2 separate regions of the Mus musculus genome follow, and region 2 is linked to region 1. Evidence: chromatin contacts called from public promoter capture Hi-C data. All regions are on one chromosome and are shown on one strand. The core of a region is the stretch at or near the end of the contact, and the rest is flanking DNA. Distances in the headings are between cores, read along the strand shown.

Region 1 (2,626 bases), core at 79-2,578:
GCCATAGACTGAGCCCTCAATGGAGAAGAATCTGTTGACTAGACCTAATAATCCAAGGCCATGGATTGGAAGCATGGCAACCCAGGATGGGTCCTTACCAGGCCAGCCATCTGGACAGCCAAGACGCTGGGGACAGCAGTCACTTAGCCATACCCCTCTGCTTACCCATGCCTCTCAGGGTAGGGAGTTACCGCAATCCTGGGCCTGGGTTGTTAGCATCGACTGCTACCACCACAGGACCTCAGTGTGCACACAAAAGCACCCATATAGAGCCCCTTGTGGCTTAGTAGATTTTCTTTCCCCTGGAAGGTGGTGACTTCTCAACCAAATCCACCTATGGGGTTGCAGGTATAATAGGGGCAGGGTTACCTTAGGGGTAGTTGGTTCCCACTCCTATACCTCGGGTCTCCTCAGATACTCGTGGGAGACACTGTCACCTCCAGCCCCGACTAGTTCTGGGTAGTCATTCTAAGTGAGAGGGGACTAGGCCCATAGAACAATAGGCTGGCTGAGACCCAGGACCAGAGGAGAATCACAGATCAGATGGCTTTGGTTCACAAGCCAGCCACCTGAGCACCTCCTCCCCTGTGAGGCTAGCCAGTGTGTCTGCATTGAAACACTACAGATCCCCTGTCCTGATGTCTAGCCCAGGTGACAATCCCTGAGTGAGAGAGAGTCCCAGCTTTGGGGTCCTTCATGAGTCACCCTAGTATCAAGGTCTCCCAGAAGCCAGTAGCTGGTCTCCACCAGGCTCCTTCCTTCTAACCCTCAACAGGATCTGTTAGCTCCCCAACTGACAACACTGGAGCTAGGCTGGCCTCAGCCCTGGGCTCCTCCGTCTCGGTAGTGACTCTAAAGCTGGCTGGCTATTCATCAGAAATGACCCAGTCTCAAGTCCATGCTATGTGCTTAAAATCCAAACAGATTAATTCTTTCTCCACCTCCGCCTGTCAGGCTGAGTGTGTGTTAGCAACACCTCCCTAGGGGAAGCAGAGGTCTAGGTCTGCCCTAAGGGGCCAGGACTTCTCCCACCCAACCAACAGAAACCTCACACACAAGACTGGACTGTGACCCCAGGGTCTGAGCTGTCTCGCCATTCCGCTTCAGGTGCCAAAGGTCTTAGCATCTGGACGCTCCAGCCCCTCATTCTCACACAGGGTCCCAAGGCTGTGATGATGCTACAAGAATGTGCTAACTAGGCACTTCGGGCTCTGCCTGTCTATCGGCACCTGTGGACTTTGAGAGGGGGCGGGGAGGGCAGGGGAGGGGAGGAGTGATGCCGCAGAACGCTGGGCGGGGTCAGGAGGCGGGGCCTGGCCAGCCAGGCAAGAGCCTGCCCTGCAAATCTCTGAGCCACTGTGCTGCCTGCTGGTTGCAGACACAGGGCACACCATGAAGCTGGCCCTCCTGCCTTGGATTTTGATGCTGCTCTCAACAATACCAGGCCCCGGGTTCACAGCAGGTATGCCCCCACTTTGTCCTTCTGACCTCCCTGTTCATCTGCCTGATCAGCCAGGCCCTAAGCAGACACCCCTCTGGGCTCAGCTGTCTATCCATCTGGCAGTCCATCTGTGACTACACTGGGGAGTACTGGGAAGAAACTGGGGGGGTGGGGGGGGCTCCTGGATCTAGACACTTCTGGTGGAGATGGGAGGTCTGAACCAAGCTCATTCTGCACTCACATAAGGGCCTGGGAGGGAATCCCGGAAGACCAGAGCCTGCAGCCCAGCCTCTGTGAAGGGTGCAATCACACAGGGAACCCCCTGCCTCTCATCTGTCCCTGTGCTGGTCCTTCTCGGCGCAACCAAGAAAGTCTAGCAGGAAGGATGAGCCTAGAGCCATGGCCTTTCCCTGAGCTGAGCTGGGAGTTAACCAGCCTGCAGTCTCCTGCTTCACACAAGTGCCACCACCCTTCTGGTACTTTATCTCATGGCATCTTGAAGCATCTTCCCACACCCCTTGCAGTCGTTAAACCTTAGCCGATAAATATTTATTGCTGCTCCGGAGTATAAGCTTAGTGAGGTGGTCTAATGGCTTAGACCGCAGCCCGGCTCCTGGTGGATCTCCATCAAGGGTCTGGGGAAGGTGTGGTCTGGCCTGGGAATTTGTACCTCACCCCAGTCTCCACTTTTCAGCTCTGGGGCTGAAGTACAGCCCTACCACAGGTCTCCACAGCCCACAGAGGAAGTGGGCTGAACAGCTAGGCCTAGACAGGATGTTCCACAGTTTCTATGGGGTATTCCCAACTACACTGTGCTGCAACCCTCACTGGAATGTCCCCTCCTATCCCCTAAAAAGGGAGTGTCCTGGCTGCCTTCTCAGAGGGTGGGGCTCTCTGAGATTCAACTGTGTCCCACCCCCAGAAAGAGATGGGACAAGCTCAACCCAGATACCATTCCCTCCCCGGCCTTCAGTAGGACTCTTGGTGACTATGTACCCTATCAGAAAGCACGGGGACCCTTTTTTAGCTGTGAGGACCCACAAAGCCACTCCATTACCTGTGCTAAAATGGAGCCCCGCCCACAGAGCCGGTGGCTTTCCACCATGCCACTTGGTAGCCATAGCAATCCCTGGTCTGTCTCATGGACGCTTCTCACAGGCTCCAGGGGAAACGGGCCCTGTTGGT
Region 2 (2,626 bases), core at 35-2,534, 100 kb before region 1:
CTGTTGAGAAGAAAGATGTCGGTGGTGGTGGGTTGTAAAAGAGGAGTCCAGTGGGCCCTTTCCTGCCATTGTGCAATGGTTTAATTATCATTCTTTGTGAAGGTGATGTTTCTGGAGGAGATAAGTCTAAGAAAGGGGTAAAGCGTAAGAAGACTGTAGAGGAAAGTGGAGAGACAGCAAAGCGGAGGTCTGCCCGGGTCCGAAACACCAAGTGCAAAAAAGAAGAGAAAGTGGATTTCCAGGGACTGCTAGTAAAGTTCCTGCCGTCCAGGTACTGGACACTTTGTGGTTTCTCTGATGTAACTGCAAACTGCTCTTCTTTCTCTCAGCAGCGCTTTTCAGCCTATTCCCACCCTCCCCACCGGTGCCTCCCTTGTTCCCCTTGATGCTTGCTTGAATAGAGTGTGTGGATGTCACTGAACTGAGTGCTTGGATTTTTCTCACCTCCTGAATACAGGAGCTGACTGGTTTATCCATTGGGGACTGGCTGCTTCCTGATTCTCACAAGATGAATGAGTCAGGAACGTGTAGTCATGAGACTCACTTTTTCTTGGGGTGCTTCAGGGCCGCAGCAAATGCTTATGGAAACCCCTGGAAGGAAGCCACCTGTTTCTCAGTGTATGTGTGCCTGCCTGGCTTTATATTGCTATTAGTTCCATTGCATTCTGAGAAGATGGAGCGTGCTCCTTCATTGTATTGGTTCTTCATGTTCCTCAAAGAATTCCAGGAGAGAAGGTGCCAGCTCTCTGAAACAGGAGGGCCTGGGCCCCTACTTCTGTCCTGGGTTTTTACTGCTCCTGCTCTGGCCCTGCTGTTCTTCAGGAGCCCCAGGGGCTCTCTCCTGAGCCTGTTTAGGATTTATTGTGCCAGTGGGCATGCTTCTTGGTGCCCCACTTTTGCTTTCCCGGGAGAGTGCGCTCTGATCCATCATTCTCCTCCCCAGCATCTGGGGGCATACTTTTGGCTTGCCAGGACTTTCTCTCATATCTCCGGTGTCTTCGTCTTTCTCCCTCCACTGTTACTTGAGTAGGGTTTCATCAGTACTCTGCCCAGATATCTCAAGTCTTTGGTTGTCATTTTGACCAGTGACAGTTTATATCAGTATTGTTTCTGACAGTGCAAGAGGAATCTAGAGGCTTTAGCAGACTTATGCATCCATTTTATATCAATACACTTAACTGCTCTTTGTTCCCTTCCTACCATCTCTCCCATGAGGGTGCAATTCTTAGAACTAGGGCTGTGTTTAGTGCACAGCTAAGACAGAGCCAAGGCAGAGATGTGGCGCCATCTGCTGGTTTCTCCTGAGATGCATTACAGGAAACAGCTGCTCTTTGGAAGAGTGAAGGAGTGTCTTGGAGTGGGTGAAATCTGTCTTCCTCTTCGCCCCACTGTCATACCCTGGCTCTTGTTTCTTGCCTTGTGTATGTGGAGCTGTGTCTACTGTATTTGGGTCAGTTTCTGTGAGGTTCGAGTATTCATTACTTTGGGTATTCCTATAACAGTATAGCAGCTTGCTTGCTGGAGTGTACATGCAGTTAATGTGGGGTTTATAGGTGCCCTGAGTGTTATGCTGTAGAGGTGCTACAAGGGTGGCCAAAACATGGTCCTTAGAAGAGTCTGTAGGGTGGTGCTGCAATGTGAGGAGCTCAGATGGGTGTGCCGTGTCCCCACGCTGGCAGCCCCGAGGCCCCTCAGCACCTCTGCCTTTGTACCTGGTCTTGAGCTTCTGCTTCTGCTTAGCCCTTCCTTGTTGTCAGCCCCGAGAGTATTCCCTCTGACTCTGCTCTCCAACGCAGAGTCCCCGTGGCTCTGTCTGAAGCAACTGCTTGGTGCTGGTCCTGATGTGGGCCGTTTGTGTTTTCCCTGCTCATGATCCACCTCTCCACCGAGGAGATGAACTCCCTGTATTTATGGTTGTGTGCCTGGCGCATGGCTTTGCTCAGCAGCCATCTGTTGGTGGCATAAATGAACAAGTGTGGGAACGATCAGTCACGGAAATCTGGAGAGACGCAGCGGCTCCTGGGGCCTGGGTGTGGATGCTCTCACCATCTGTTTCAGTCAATGCTATCTTGGCTTGATTTAGTTGCTCTACTAGGAGGCGTTGGGATGCTCTGTCACAGGGAGCGGGATGGCTGTCGTGATTTTAGCATGTTTCATGTAGGTTAAGAAAACTGGACCCTGAGGAGGAAGATGATCCATTTAATAACTATGAAGTTCAGGCAGAAGCCAAACTGGAGAGCTTCTCCAATGTGGGACCTCATCGCCTGTCCTTCGACTCAGCCACATTCATGGAATCTGGTAGGAGTGGGCAGTGTGCTCTGTCACTGCTGGGCAGTCTTCCTTCCATCAGCCTGGGACCTGCCTGGCTTCTGCTCTGCAGAGTGGTTCTAGGGTTTCATAAGAGTTGGAAAAAGGGCTGGAGAGATGGCTCAGTGGTTAAGAGCTCTGACTGCTCTACCAGAGGTCCTGAGTTCGATTCCCAGCAACCACATGGTGGCTTACAACCATCTGTAATGGGATCTGATGCCCTCTTCTGGTGTGTCTGAAGACAGCTACAGTGTACTCACATACATAACATAAATAAATAAATCTTTTTTTAAAATTGGTGGAGGAGCTGCCTGTGGTC

The links. Promoter capture Hi-C pulls out the DNA fragments that hold promoters and counts their contacts.
Region 2: a promoter capture Hi-C map of hippocampal neurons shows a contact between it and region 1, with 2.1 times the contacts expected there. The contact joins the enhancer-like site here to the promoter of Susd2 in region 1. A contact is called at or near these places in 12 of 39 promoter capture datasets (the 3T3-L1 cell line, the C10 cell line, the HPC-7 cell line and 8 more), 3 of 15 datasets of contacts at CTCF or cohesin (CD8 T cells, the NIH/3T3 cell line and embryonic stem cells), 3 of 484 Hi-C or Micro-C datasets (B cells, cerebral cortex and nephron progenitors), 2 of 115 datasets of contacts at active chromatin or transcription factors (both in embryonic stem cells) and 4 of 9 other capture datasets (adipose tissue, embryonic stem cells, liver and 1 more).

What each region holds. Positions count from the first base shown.
Region 1 is chr10:75,642,710-75,645,335 of GRCm38.p6, reverse strand. Susd2 (sushi domain containing 2) reads left to right here and starts at 1,328. Exons shown (of 15, transcript NM_027890.5): 1 at 1,328-1,462. The coding sequence starts at 1,393.
Region 2 is chr10:75,742,874-75,745,499 of GRCm38.p6, reverse strand. It overlaps Cabin1 (calcineurin binding protein 1), which reads left to right. Exons shown (of 37, transcript NM_172549.3): 10 at 103-271; 11 at 2,162-2,298. Among named protein-coding and RNA genes, the nearest start is that of Cabin1, 20 kb to the left of the region's middle. Within about 2 kb of position 1,284, at least 26 of the 459 cell types and tissues checked have an H3K27ac peak or open chromatin away from gene starts, as enhancers often do. A contact at or near this core is called in cerebral cortex and hippocampal neurons, where this site is marked.